3 separate regions of the Mus musculus genome follow, and regions 2 and 3 are each linked to region 1. A link is a contact called in public ChIA-PET and HiChIP or PLAC-seq data. All regions are on one chromosome and are shown on one strand. The core of a region is the stretch at or near the end of the contact, and the rest is flanking DNA. Distances in the headings are between cores, read along the strand shown. Region 1 holds the start of Acsl5 (acyl-CoA synthetase long-chain family member 5). Region 2 overlaps Tcf7l2 (transcription factor 7 like 2, T cell specific, HMG box). Region 3 overlaps Tcf7l2 (transcription factor 7 like 2, T cell specific, HMG box).

The links. ChIA-PET counts read pairs in DNA pulled down with a chosen protein or histone mark. HiChIP or PLAC-seq counts read pairs in DNA pulled down with a chosen protein or histone mark.
Region 2: a contact with region 1 is called in an HNF4G HiChIP or PLAC-seq map of pancreatic cancer cells. The contact joins the enhancer-like site here to the promoter of Acsl5 in region 1. A contact is called at or near these places in 2 of 39 promoter capture datasets (embryonic stem cells and pre-B cells) and 3 of 115 datasets of contacts at active chromatin or transcription factors (bone marrow-derived macrophages, extraembryonic endoderm stem cells and pancreatic cancer cells).
Region 3: a contact with region 1 is called in an RNA polymerase II ChIA-PET map of memory CD8 T cells, with 5 read pairs. The contact joins the enhancer-like site here to the promoter of Acsl5 in region 1. A contact is called at or near these places in 3 of 39 promoter capture datasets (the C10 cell line, embryonic stem cells and pre-B cells) and 2 of 115 datasets of contacts at active chromatin or transcription factors (bone marrow-derived macrophages and memory CD8 T cells).

Annotation. Positions count from the first base shown.
Region 1 is chr19:55,250,785-55,255,331 of GRCm38.p6, forward strand. Acsl5 (acyl-CoA synthetase long-chain family member 5) reads left to right here and starts at 2,585. Exons shown (of 22, transcript NM_027976.2): 1 at 2,585-3,382.
Region 2 is chr19:55,860,851-55,865,639 of GRCm38.p6, forward strand. All of the region lies in intron 5 of Tcf7l2 (transcription factor 7 like 2, T cell specific, HMG box), which reads left to right. Among named protein-coding and RNA genes, the nearest start is that of Gm52391, 75 kb to the right of the region's middle. Within about 2 kb of position 1,896, at least 41 of the 459 cell types and tissues checked have an H3K27ac peak or open chromatin away from gene starts, as enhancers often do. A contact at or near this core is called in pancreatic cancer cells, where this site is marked.
Region 3 is chr19:55,913,270-55,918,162 of GRCm38.p6, forward strand. Tcf7l2 (transcription factor 7 like 2, T cell specific, HMG box) reads left to right here. Exons shown (of 15, transcript NM_001331146.1): 9 at 4,085-4,210. Among named protein-coding and RNA genes, the nearest start is that of Gm52391, 22 kb to the right of the region's middle. Within about 2 kb of position 1,747, at least 45 of the 459 cell types and tissues checked have an H3K27ac peak or open chromatin away from gene starts, as enhancers often do. A contact at or near this core is called in memory CD8 T cells, where this site is marked.

The DNA.
Region 1 (4,547 bases), core at 1,335-3,834:
TGGAGGGAAACTTAAGTCGGGGCTCTTTAGGAAGAGATGACCTTTGAGATCTACTTTGAGGTCCAAGCACTTACGACCTGGATGAAAATCTTGCCCGTGAAGACCCCTGAGTTATTAACTTGCTAACCCCATACAGAATCGGGCAGGAAGTGGTGCTAATGCCTGACTTTGATATTGGTCTCCTGATCAGGTACATTAAAAAAATAAGCCTTTCTATACTATAGGCCTGGTACAGCGAAAGCACTCAAGCTTAACAGACCATCAGTGGCTAGCTACCCATTGGCCAGTGGGACAGCATTACAGAAGGACCAAACACAGAGCTGGACATCTGTGACCCTGCCTCAGGCCTAGGTTGTCTGCTACCTGATTATAAGGTTTTAGTGTCCTCTTGAATAGGGCTCATTGTCCTCTCCTGAGAAGTAAAATCTTGCCTGGCCTACAGAGCCTCTTATCTCTATGATGATACCTTTGTGGTCTTAATGATTTAGTAACAGTGTAGTGATGCGCACCTTCCACATGGATAGAAGGAAGAAGATAGGCTGAGTCATGAGGCAACAGCCTCTGGTGTCTCACTAGGGGCCAGTAGGGCTGCCTGGTCCCATCACCCCACACTCTCTGGCACTTTGACTTGTCTTTTGACTCACGCTCGGGGGACTTCAGGATATCTCTGTTTCTTTGCTTTGGAATCCTGGAAATATCCTGGCTTTCCTAGAAGGCTCATCTCCAGACACAAACTTCTACTCAGTCCAGATCTTATAGGCACAGCCTGAGCCGATATGGGTGACTTCCCCATTTCCTGAAGTGAAGGTGCACTTTCTCTGCCTTATTGTCTAGTCTAGCCTCTTCCTGTCTCAGACCCATAGATTGGGGGGGGGGGGGGGGAGAAAACTCCTATGCAAAGTCATACGCATGCCTGTCCCTTCCCTGAAGCTGACCTTTAAAAAGTTCCACCCCATTCAATGGCAGCTTTCTGAGCCAATTGCTCTATTTTTTTCTTCCCCCTCTTAAATCCATTGCCTAACAATCTCTTGTTTAACCTTTTGCCAAATTCTCCACTTCTGTCAGAGGTGACTCTGAGTGAGCAGGTAACTTCTACCTTTGCACCTCTATCGAAACAGGTCCAAAGGTTCCAGAGCAGCTGGCAGGACACTCAGAGCAAGATCCGGTGGCTTCAGGTGCGCCTCGTCCTGGAGCGTGGAAAGGCAGAGGCAGCTTCATGTGGTGCTGAACAGAGAGAGCTAGCTGCAAGAGAAGCCATTCCTCAACCTAGCTGCTGTGACCATTCTCAAGAGGTAAGCTGCCTTCTCTGGCCTATGGGCTAGAGGGAGTAGATAGATATGGCGGGGGAGAAAGTGAGTGTGTATTCATCTGTAACCTGACTAAAGCTCTTTCATAACAGGGGTGATAATCTCTCAGCTCACTTGTGTGGGAGGCAAAGAAAGATGTCAATTTGAAAGGAAAACATTTGAGCCACTTGACTCTTAGAAGAGGAAAAAAAAATCAAAAGAATTGGAAGAGAATGTGAGGGTATAAAGCCTTTTGTAAAGGGTAAAGTTGGAGCAAGGATGCAGGTTTCTTTCATCTTCCATTCAGAAATTCTTAAGAGGAGCCACTTAACAATTGTTGATGTCTCCGGAGGGAGGAAGGACTTCCGGGTTGTGACACTCTTAGGGTCTGGAAAGCATCCTAAAGGCAGGGTATGTGGTGACATTAGGAGCATCTCCTATAAGGGGAGTAGTATGCCTAACCCACTAGTATAGCTAGTGGTAGAGCTATAGTTGACCTAGTCTGTCTCTACGGTCTGCTCCATCGTATAGAAATCTTGGGCGATGTCAGAATCCTCCCCATGTGGGAAACATTTAGAGTGTCATTACCATGCGGTGGAACTGGATGGAAAGACAAGACAACAAGATCTTAGAATGACCCAGCCCTTGCTGAAACGGACACTTAATTCTAGAGATCCATGACGTCAAAAACAACAATTAGACTAGTTGGTGTGCTCCTGCTATGGGAGATGGGATAAAACAGGACTTAGAAACCAGAGATAGATATCCTAGATAGACATCTGAGGCTTGGCATGCACTTTCCCACCTGAGGTTTTCCTGGGGGGGGGGGGGACGCCGGGGGGGGGGGGGAGAAAAGTCTCCTGGGAAGCTGAGCTCCAAAATTAAACAAAAGCTAGAGGCACCTCTATCCGTCCTTCCCAAGGGGTCAGACCTGCAGGTCTCTGAGGTGTGGCACCGGTTTGTTTTTCCTGGTCTTTATAGCAGGGGTGGGTGGGTATGGGGTGCTCTCTGCACAAAGAAGGAATCCTAAGGTAGGCTAGCACTCTAGTGAAGTCTTCACCTTGAACTTCCTGTCAATCCTTGGAGGGATCAAGGCCGGGAAAATGCTACTTGATTCTGCGTGTCGTGAGGTTGCAGCGGGAGTGGGGGAGAGGGAGGGGGCAGAACCTGTCATCTCTCTTCCAATTCTGAGACCGAGGTCTCCTTGTGTCCCTGGGAGACCAGAACCTCAAAGGGTGATCGATTAAGACAACTGTGAACCCGGATAATGCTGAGGTGTAAGAGGGGTCACAGAACACATTTCATCCTTAAACTTGGCGGGGTGAGAGCCGGAGCTGAGCTGGTGTGTCTGCGGAAAGGGAGCCACTTCAACTGAATGGCTCTCTGCCCCCGTGGTTCCTGGCTTATTTATCTATTCTGTTGTCTCTGCGAGGTGCAGAGGTGCCTGGCTTTTTGAATCAGGGAGGTCTGGGGACTGGCGAAAGGAGCTACACAGAGAAAGAGACAGTCGTGCTGCATCTAACCTAAGGGCGGAGGTCCCTCTAGCTGGACTTTCCTGTCCTGCGAACGCAGCGGGGAACAACGTCACCTCCGTTTCTCTGGCAATGAACCCAGGGCCACCTCAACTCGTTTTCATTTGGATTTTCATCTTGGAGAAGAGCTAGTGGGACCAGCGGGAGCAGGTGGACTGTGTTGATGCAAAGGTGGCTCGTGTTTCAGCCCCTGGGGATTGAGGTTAAAGGCTTTGAAAACCGGCTAGGGTAGCTTTGGATATCTGTCTCCTCCTAGTCAAAAGCGGTTCCACTTTCAGTTGTGAAGGAGGAGGGAAAAAAAAGCCAAACCAGGAAGTGAAGTCCCCAGCACCAGCATGTCAGAAAGCCCGGCTATGGCCTGGCTGGGACAGATCAGGGCAGGGCAGAAGTGGGGCCACTAGCCAGGCTGCCTGCCTGCCTGCCTGCATGGACGCTCTGAAGTCACCCTGCCCGCGGAGAAGCCCGGGGTGAGGAAGGGAGGACCGAGGCTCTCCTGCCAGCAAGAAGCCGGAGCCAGAAAGCCTCACTCGGAAGCTCCAAGGCGTGCGTGCGGCCCTTCCCAGGGTAAGGGATCTGGAGCCGGGTGTGATCCTAGGACGGGGCTCCTGCACGCGTGACAGAGGCATCCCAAATCCCTCCTCCCTGCCCACTTCAGGAAGCTGCTTGGAATTCAAAGCTTGCTGTGCCTCCACGTGTGCGCGCCATGCTCTCTCTGCCTGGGAGTGGAGGGCTCCTCTGCATCAGGAGGGATGAGGGGAAGGAGGAAGAGGACACAGGGAGGGACTTTCTCTTAAGGGGTGGAATACAAGCAGAGACCTTTTGGCAGACCCGAGCACGTGGCGGCATAGCTCCCTGGGGTGGGCTGGGGGGTGGGGGTGGGGGGTTAACCCTGATTTTCACTGAGTTTTGACTCCCTCTGATGGTAAGAGCTAAGGAATCAGTCCAAAGAGATGGAGATACAGGCCGAATGAAGCTGGGTCTCTTTTCAGAGCTATAAACACTGGTTAGACCTAAGATGCTCTTAAAGGGTTTTGGGAGCCTTGAAAAGGGGCTGCAGGAGCTGGGCTTTGATACCTCCTAGTGGTATCGCCCCTCCCCCTCCCCTTTGACAGTCTAGTCTGAATGGCAGGGTTGAATCTAAACTTCCTACTTACAGTTGATTGGTGCCTTGTAAGAGGCAGGGTCTAAAATAAAATAAAGCATTGGTCAGGTTTAAAAACTGGAGATAGAAGGCAGTGGATTCTGACCCCGCCCTCTGTGTGCACATGGCAGTTATTTCAGGTAATTTTAGAATTCACCTTGGAAGGAACAGTATAAAATCTTGTGAGCATCACTCATGTGTCCGTCTCTACCAATGAAAGGCACAATAGACTAAATAAAACAATAGCTGTAAATGCAGGCGCTTTGAGAAAAGCAGGTAGCTTACTTAGGCAGGCGAAGTAGCTGGTGTATTTATGGGATATTGGTGTTGGAGACACTAGAAAAAATTGCAGCTCCTATAACCCAGAGAAGCATATTCAATTTAATTAAAAAAAATACTGTTCAGATAAACGAAATTTCAGCCAAGCTATATTACAATTTTATTTTATTTTATTTATTTATTTATTTTGAAACTGATTTTTCACTTTACTTCTTAGGCAGGTGGGGCTGGCCATCTGCCTGTCTCAGCTGCCCAAGTGCTGGGGTTATATGCCTGGGTATATGCTAGTTATTTAGGGCAAAGATACCT
Region 2 (4,789 bases), core at 646-3,145, 610 kb after region 1:
AGTTACTGCCTCTCTTCATCCCTCATGCAAACTAGCCTGAGAAAATGAATGTGCAGATCTATAACTGGCAAGGACAGGAGAAGGAGATGGACCCCGTGGCTGGATCCAGGGGCCCCGTGGTTCAGGATTGTTTCCCAGGAGCTCTTTGCTCTGCTGTCCTCCAAGTTGACTTCACTCATGGAAGTTTATTCAAGTCCAAGAAGATCTTACCTTTGCCCCTTCATGTCTGTGACCTTGATTTTGAATTGGCATCTATGTTAAGAGGTTGCAGTGTGGGGGCGTGGGTATATACCTAAAAAAACCTGCCTACTCCTCAAGCTGGGGGAAGCAGCACACTCCACTTAGCTAAGCTGATAGCGTCATAGAGTCAGGTCAGTGTCTCCTAAATAATTTAAGATTTTATTGCTGGGAAACCCAGAAAAGGCTATGGAGCTCAGAACTCTGCTGCTCCCACTCCATCGTTCTTAGTGCCTGCTTGAGCTTCGTGGCCCTCACCTACAAAACCCTCCCTTCCCTTTATATCCATGTCTATGTCCAAAGTTTTATAAGATGTCTATCTCCTAAAATTTTTACGGGGTTTATAAGTTCTTCTATTCTATGGAAATACTAGAAACGAATATCTTAAAGACCTTACAAGGAGAAGCTGGGGTAAGCCTATTAGGTAAAGTAGGGTAAGGTGAGCCCTTCAAGTTCAAAGCAGTTCCCTCATCAAACAGAAGGAACGTGACTGCCAAATTTGGCTCCGAGGTTCCCTAGCTCCTAAGCATGGAAGGAAAGATATCCAGGGTTGTAAGCATGTGAATGCACACACACACTGTGTGTGTGTGTGTTTCTCTCTGTGTGTGGTGTAGTACAGGCCCTGTAAGTGGATAGGTAAGGAGTAAGCTTCTACAGAATGTAACAGAGACTGTACTTAAAGGCAGCCCTTGCTCACTGAATAGCTCCAAGCTCCCTTCCCCAGCCACTTGCTCCTGGGAGTCTTGCTTCTTGTGATAGTAGCTTTGTTAGTCCAACAAAGTGGGGAGATAAGCTGTAAGCCCTCATGTTGCTGGGCTCCTCCCAAAACAACTGGTGCTGTTCCTTGTGCTTCCCTTGAATGCAGCACTCAGGTGGGGCAGGGCTGTTGACAAAGCTAAATGCAAGCACTGTCACTAAAGCCGGGCTGATCCTCCAGGCCAGCTGAAACGTCTATGATTCACTGTTTACCAGTGAGTACTGTGAAGGTCCTACTTCCAGATGCACACATACTTACTGCATAGTAGCAAGCCAGTGCCCTTGCTGGCCCTTAGCTGCCTTTCCTAGACAGGCCCCCAAGCTTCCAGCAGTTGGCTGCCCTTTGTCACCTGGGAAGCTCCGTTTGCCTGTGGATGGTTATTATACCCAACAGAACACAGGGAAGGATGGTGTTCCGATGGCCATGTAGGCCGCTCTAGGGTTGTGGCTTCTCGATCTCTCCTTTGTTTTTCTTGATTTACCTTTCAGAATTATCCATAGTCATCTGGGGTGGACAAGTCTACCCAGTCCATCTTTTGCAGGATTGTTAAAAGATACAGTCACCTTCTTCCTTCTCTTGTTCCCTCTCATGCTGGGGATATACCCCAGGGGCAGAGCTCTTGCTTAGCATGTACAGGTCCCTGGGTTCAATCCCCAGGAGTACCAGCCGACCAACAGCCAAGCTTGAGAAAGTTGGAATGTCTTTTGTCCTTTTGAAGTAGCCCACTCTGAACCTCTAAACTGTTCTTCACACCTCTAAATACTCCCTCTAAATTCTCTACCCTGTTAATGGGGCTGTATGGAACCTCTGACTAGGTGTGTAGGTCTACACAGCAGCCATTTGCCAGAGTTGACTAAACAGTCCATTCTGTCCCTCTACCGTTTACTAGCTGTGTGACCTTGGGCATGCTCCTTAACGTCTCTGAGTCAGCTTCCTCCTCTGTGAAATAGGCAGAACACTCTTACTTCCTGTGGAGGTTGTGAGAATTAAAGGAGTAGCCAGCTCAGCCCTTTCTAGGGGCCTGGATGGAGAAGGCAGTTCTTACCCTGACACTTTTGGGATCAGATACCTGTTGAGCAAACCTCCTTTGAGCATGCTTCGAGAACACATGGGGTGTGCACGGCATGATCCATGAAGTCGCTATTGTGGCTTCTCTCAGAAGGCTATAGTCTAAGGGAGCCAAGGGGGGCGTGGAGGTTAAGACTGGAGCCCCGACAGCTCAAGGGTGAGGGCAGTCATACATAGGTATGTTTCTGTGAGGTGTAAACACCAGCAACCCCGTTAAGTTTATCCTAATAGAAGCTTCAGTAAGGTAAGTTGAGAGAAGGCACAGATAAGTGGCTGGCTGGTTGCTTAGAAGAAGGAGCAACCATATTCATCGGGGGAACGGTGTGGTTAGGGATGGGGATGGCGGGAAGGGGCATCGTAGGAACTCTGCATGAGGAAGTCGCGTTTGAGATGTCCCTCAGGGACCCCATCTGCATGGCAGGGAGGTGTGGAGAATTCTGGGTATGCCTTGGTGACTCGGCCCTCTCTCCTCAAGCCTCACCCTGTCCCCCTTTCTTCCTGGCAGCAGAGCCCCCTCCCTTGCTGCACTCAGGGCCATGCCTGTCCGCACTTCTACACCCCCTCAGACTTCACTGTCAGCACGCAAGTCTTCAGGGACACGAAAAGCAGCCACTCCTTACAAAAGGTTGGGGAGCCCTGGTATCTGGAGGTAGGTCTTGGAGCAGAATGACGGTATGAAGCAAGCCAGCTCTGAACTGAAGCCGCCCATCCAAAGTTTACCTCTCATGAGGGCAGGGCCCACGCATCCACCTCCATCCCTGAATTCTCCTCGGGTTATTCTCATTCCAGGTGCCATACTGTCTGGCCGTGCTGACCACCGCTAGGGAAATCAGAGCCATAAAGTCACCACTTTACAAGAAGAGGGTGGGGCTGGCGCTCAAGTGAATGCTTGATGCCCAGCTGGCCCGTAAAGGCCACGTGACTCAGCGTCACACGCGAGAACGCACACTATTCCATTAAACTTGAACCTAGAAAGTAATTTCCTGGGCTCTTTATGGCTCCTGCTGGAAGGGAAGCTATCACCTCAACTTTGCCATTGCTACTAGCAATTAGCAGTCTATAGTATAGATTTTCTTTTCAAATTCAGGGTGCTGAGGAAGGCCTCCCGCCCCGCACAAGATCCCTGACTAGCAGAGGCAAGCACAGCCCAATGACTCTTCTCACAGATGTTGTTCTCCAAGGACAGGAAGCATTGTTAATTTCCTTTAAATAATTCAATGCCATGTCAATACCCCACACGACTCCATGCTCCCGCGTGACAGCTCTCTTCAAATTAGTAGTCCCAAGAATAAAGAATGCCCAGAACATTCTTTTATCTTCAGGAAAGCAAACATCAATGCAGACTTTAAAAAAAAAAAAATTAAAGTAACTCTTAGATTTAGATAGAAGATGATGTTTTGGTTTTCATGAATATTCACAAGCCAATTAGTGTAGTCTTTTAAACCAATGATTGTGTCCCTACTAGGTGCTGAGTGTCTGCTGTATGCTAGAGGATGCTGTTTTTTAGGAAACAGGGTTTCTCCAGTGGATATGGAGCATGCACGCGGATTCCCTCTAGAGAGGGATACTGTGGAAGAGATCATGTTTAAACCCTTGTTCCACTTCAGAAACAGTAAACAGCCACTTAGGAGAACCAGAGAGATGTAGAGAACCGTGGCGAAGGCAAGTCACGCCCAGACCTTTGCGTGAACTGTTGGCCATCTCCTTTCTGATGAGTTATCCATTCATGTTCATAAACTTTAAAAGCATTAATATTGGCATTAACGTGGCTTTGTGCTTCCTTCTCACCTGCCATGACGCCATGGGATGCTTTTCTTTGTTATAGCGTGCGTTACTAAGATCCTAAGGTGGTGTTCTTTGGAATGTCAGTGGTCCAACCCATTACCCTTCATCCAAGTGGGGCTAAAGCAGATGTTTTTCTGGGGTGTTTTGCACTTCTTCTGCTACCTTGCCTCTGCTGTGCCTGTGATTGGACCATCCTTACACTGTGATTACCTGGTGTGTGTGTGTGTGTATGTGTGGTATGTGTAGGTGTGTAACTGGCTTCAGCATGGCAGGGCTTTGTGGTCCCCACTCTGCAGTGGCTGTGTCCTGGTGAGAGCTTTTCTTAGCAGATTCTGGCAGACCAGCTTTTTCAAACCATATCAGTTCATTCTGACTATGGAGTATAAGGCTACCCCACCAGATCTGGCAGATAAGGCTAGCCCACCAGGCTTTTGCACAAGGTAACTAGTTAACCTTTGGTCAGAGTTGAGACATGGATAAAGGAGAACCAGGTGCCCTATTTGATATAAGGAAATGGAAACAGAAAGACTGGGTCTCTCTCTTCCTTATAGCTCAAGATTTGCAGGAGCTGATTAGAATCCTGGCGCCAGTGACCTTGAACATTCTTCTGCTTGTCCTCAGGACAGAAAACATCTCCCAGGGAGGACCAGAAAACCACATTTCCAGATGAAGAATAAACCCACAGATTGTGAATAGGCCAGACACAAAGATGGCACAAACGAGTGTGTTACCAAGCTGCTCTCTGCCTCAGTTTCCCTATCCCATTGGCGATACACACAACCAGTGCATGGTGAGAGAGCTGGTGTGCTCAACAGAGCTGAGTCATGAGGCCACTTAAGATCACACTGCTAGAGAGAGGACACCATAAAATGTGGCCCATAACAATTGTGCTCTTATTCACGGTCTCGTGTATTCCGACCTACTAGAAGGAGAGCACCTTTG
Region 3 (4,893 bases), core at 497-2,996, 660 kb after region 1:
ACGCTGGTTCAGAGTTTGGTATAATCAGCTATAGTCTAGCCCCTCAGAGCGGCCATGTCCAGTAGAAACCTGATGGGAGCTACTCTGCATTTTACATTTTACATTATTTTTACCTTTTTTCCCCTCCCCCTCCCCCCACTTACATGTCAAATCACTTTAAGAAGGTCACCCATGGTAAAATGTTTTCTGTGACACATTGTATCCGTTTCCGTGACACATTGTATCCATTACTGACCTTCACATGCTGCTAAATCTTTGAGAGTTGTAAAGAAACTATGTCTGCATCCATACCTACAGACTCATACATAAGCGTATATACAGTGTATATATGTATCCCAGGACTCATTTTCCTCTCTCTAATTAATTCTGGCTAATTTTTTCAGTGACTGCCAGTTTATTTACAAACTGGTTGGCAGCGATATGTTTAAGTAGTCACTAATTGCCCCTAATGATAGTTTTAGTTTCTGTTCATCCGATTTTCCGTTGAGTTAATTAAATCGGTGGAGGTTTAGACTTTCCTGATGGGCTGAAGCAACCGATCCATTTGGATGATGCCCCCTGATTCAATTAGCACGCACTGCACGGCACGGATGCTGTCCCCCAGCTGGCCTCTGTGGCCAATACAGGGAGCCAAAATGAGAGAAGGGGCTGCAAAGGGCGCCTGGCATGCTTCCTTCCCTGCTTGCAGGAAAACAACTTTTGTCGTGGGACTTGCACCCACTGACAGAAGCATGCCACAGTGTGGCTAGAGTTTCTAGTGAACGCATGAATATCGTGGGGCTTGAAAGACCCATTCCCCACGTGTGATAGATCATCTGGATCTCGGAATCCGCGCCTGTATGAGTTAGGTAGGAAAATGATTTTCTGCAGTCTCTCCGCTGGAGAAAGCAGAAAGGTTACACTCATTAGATAATGTCGTCACAGTCCGTGGAAAGCGTGAGAGCAAACGGGGAACCTCCTGGGAGGAGAGGAGAGGGGCCTGCGTATGATCCCAGCTCCATCCCGGCGTTCACAGGCCGCTTCTGATTCTTTTCCTGCTTGTTTGTTCTGCGTATCCAGAGGTTGAAAGCGATGAAGTAATCGTAGGATGGGGATTGGGGGTTAAGCTTATTGATTGAATTATCATTAGGAGGCTAGCTGATGATTTATAGGTCGCAGAGGGTGGAGGGAAAGAAGGGGGTGGTGGGAAGAAAGGTTGGGGGCTGGCAGTACGGGGCGGGGGGTGGCCGATTCTCCAGGTAGGCCAAATGAAAGGTAGCTAGTTAGAAAGCGTATACAGCAAATTAAATACATTATTGTGGTAATGGGGTGACAGAAGTATAGGTCTATTATACGTATGGCAGTTATAGCGAATGTAGGCAGCTTGCCCTGTTCCAGAACACCCTTTGATATTTATTCTATTCAGCAGCAGGGCCAGGACTTCTCAGAATTAAGTGATGGGTCATTATACTTTAAACACCATGGAGAAGCCTAGATTGGCAATTAAACAGCTCTTGCTGACACTCACTTGTGCCACCCTGTGACCCCCTTTAGATTGAGATGTTGGAGCTCCGGGCCCTCAGCCTGCTAAATTGGGCAAGGCTCTTCTCCTGACGAGAGCAGGCCCTGAAATCTGCCGGCTTCAAAGGGAGCGAGATCATGTATAAACCATAATGTAGGTGCACCGTGGCTCACAAAAAATAAGGCAGGAAGAGATGAAATGTTACAAGTGCGAGGGGGGGCGGTGGTGGTGGTGGCGAGAGAATAATGACGATCCGCACGCGACTCAAAGCAGGACGGCTACACGGGGAAAATGCATCCCACGGCCTGTGCATAAAATCAAGGCCGGCAGATGACGTGCCGCTCACAGAAACGTGTCAACAGTGAGGCAAAGTGAGAGTGAGCATGAGAGAGGCCCCTGAGACAGCCAGAAACAAAAATTAGTTGTCCTTAACAAGTTTAGATTCATCATTATATTCTGGCTTCCAGCCATAAAAGCAGACAGGGGTGTATAATGAGCTGCTTAGAATTTTTTTGAGGGTGTTTTATGAGGCAGTTGTCTGCAGAAAGGGGGTTCGTGGGTGAAGGTGCATGCATCTTGTGTGAAGATGTACAGCTGTTGTGCCTTTTCCACGTGCATCAACGTGTGGAGGTCAAGGGACTCGAGAGCGTGCATTCTTTACCGTGGTACTCAGGTCTGCCTCCACCCCAAAATGAGCTCCAGTCTTGTTGCCTGCCTCCTGTTTGTATGTATACAGAGATCATACGTGCCCACATGGGTTTTTTTTTTTTGTCTTTCTCTCCTTCATGTGTTTGTACACACATTCTTATACTGCAGGAAAAGGAAATGTATGTATTTGAGACTTTGATCGTAAAAAGCTTCTCTCTACCCGCCCTTCATTCAAGGGCTTCCGGTGACTTCTGTTCTTAAGTGGCTTTTGCTCTGTGGGCTGGGAGCAGTGGGAGGAACGGATGTGACATCAGAGCTTAAGGGTTTACGTCCTTTTTTCAGTATTTGGGGGGCCAGGATGTTGGTTTTCTCTCCCCCTCCCCCTCGCACCCCCAACCTCTCTGATTCCTATTAAATCATGTCATTGTTTTCAAACTCCAGTTCTGCCTTAAGTCTGCAGAGGTGGCCAGAGGGTGGGATTTCTGAGTGTTCTCTGTGGATATATTTGTCTCTGTTAAGATACACTGAGCCTATTCATTCTTCAAGTTTTTTTTTGAAATACCTTTTCAAACGAACATTTTTATATTATTTGTTTCTCTGATCCACTTACAGAGGAACTTTGTAAATAAAAACAAGAACCCTTTGAAATCCTCACTGTGATGACATTTCACTGAAACCCCTCTCCTAGAACTCCCAGAACTCATTTCTCAAGAGCAGGATGCTGGTCTGCACTGGCCCCTGGGTGGTGGCTGTCCTCTTCTGGTTTTAGCCTTATTAGAAGGGCAGCCATTGCCTCAATCCAGCCTGGATTTGCCTCACCTGAGCAATCTGTCCTTCTCCTCCTTTGCCCTATTTTTGTACACACTGTGTGCTTCTTCAATTGAGGAGGTCTCTTCCTACCATACAAACCAAACATATCATGAGATGTGACAGCTGTTTGTCCTGTGTAGCTAGCTGATAGTCTCTTCTTGCAACAGTGGGTTTAAAGATCAGCTTTTGTGTCCTGGCAAAATTGTGTGTTGGGAAATGCCATTTCAAGGACTGAAGTGTGTAATGGGGAGCTTTCCCAGAAGTGCGTGCTGTTAGAGGCGCTGTTAACTCCTGATTGTTTTTCCTACGATTACAATTTTTATCATTTATAAGGCTTTTGAATGAGGCACAAATAACCTACTAGGCAACAGTAAGAATATTACTTACTGAGAAAGGGCGTGTAAGTCAGAATTCAGTGCTTCAGTGTGTGTGTGTGTGTGTGTCTCCATTTTTCTAAAAAATGAATGCACACATATTCAAACGCCCGTGACGTAAGATGAGAGTGGCACAGGACTCTCTAGAAGAATATTTCCCTCTCTGCTTCATTCACTCTCTCATACCATGCTCAAACGGTGGGCACAGTAACAAAAGAAAGAATAAAAATTGGATTGCTCTGCATCACCAGAATGAGGCCTAATGAGACATTCAGAACACCGTCAAAGACATGTATGTACATTTCAACCACATTAATATTTTATTTAGCTGTCAATATACAACAAAAGATATCACCTGTTCTTCTAGCGCTGATCAGGGCGCAGGGAATCACCGTCTTTAAGGTGCTGCAGGTTATGACTCAAAATCCAAATGGATGTGTGATTTCTGGCTGGCCGTCCAAGCCTACTTTTCCACCCAAGTACATCCGTTGAATTTGTCTTTTGCTAAAGATGTTAAAAATAGTAATGTCTCATGTCAGTAGCAATAATGAAGGGGAAGACTGGCTTTAATGACATTATGAGAATCATTATGTTTAATTTATCACTAATTAATGCTGACAGGTTTCATATGCCTTGGGTTGCTTTCATGTGAATGTTACTGCGCTTTTTTTTTTTTTAAAGTAGTGTGTACACATCCCTCCTCATTCATTCATTTTGATTCTGACAATTTACACAGCTTTCTGTCCTCTAGGTTCCCTCCCCATATGGTCCCTCCCCATCACACTCTGCACACGACCGGCATCCCTCACCCGGCCATCGTCACACCGACAGTCAAGCAGGAATCCTCCCAGAGTGACGTCGGCTCACTCCACAGCTCGTAAGTGTTACCACGTTGTTTCATCGTGATCTGTGGCCTGTGTGATGAGCTGCCACCATGGCCGCCGTTTGCTGGCTGGCTGGCCAGCCTCTCCTTGCTTTGCTCCTAGGGAGCATCTGGTCCATCCGGAGGAAATGCTCTCTAGCAGGTCTCTCTGATTGTCGCGCTGCTGCTTCAGAGATCTCTGTGGCGTGTGCTTGAGTGGACTGGGGATGGCAGTCACTCTCTGCTAACCCTGGGATGAAACACTGGGGGCTTGCTTGGTTCAGCAAGTGAGACAGAACCCTGAGAAGCTGGGTCCATCACCTTGAACTGGGAAAGTGACCGTTTGAGAAGCAGGAGGAAGTGATTTCAGAAAATCTCAGCAGCCCTGCCTCCCCTTCCAACTGTTGGTGCATGATCTTGGGGGCGGAGGGTGGAGGAGACTGAAAGTGAAAAAGAACTTTTTTTTTCCATTTTTTATTAGGTATTTAGCTCATTTACATTTCCAATGCTATACCAAAAGTCCCCCATACCCACCCACCCCCACTCCCCTACCCACCCACTTCCCCTTTTTGGCCCTGGCGTTCCCCTGTACTGGGGCATATAAAGTTTGCGTGTCCAATGGGCCTCTCTTTCCAGTGATTGAAACTGACACTGGACACAGAGCCCCCAATGGAGAAGCTAGAGAAAGCACCCAAGGA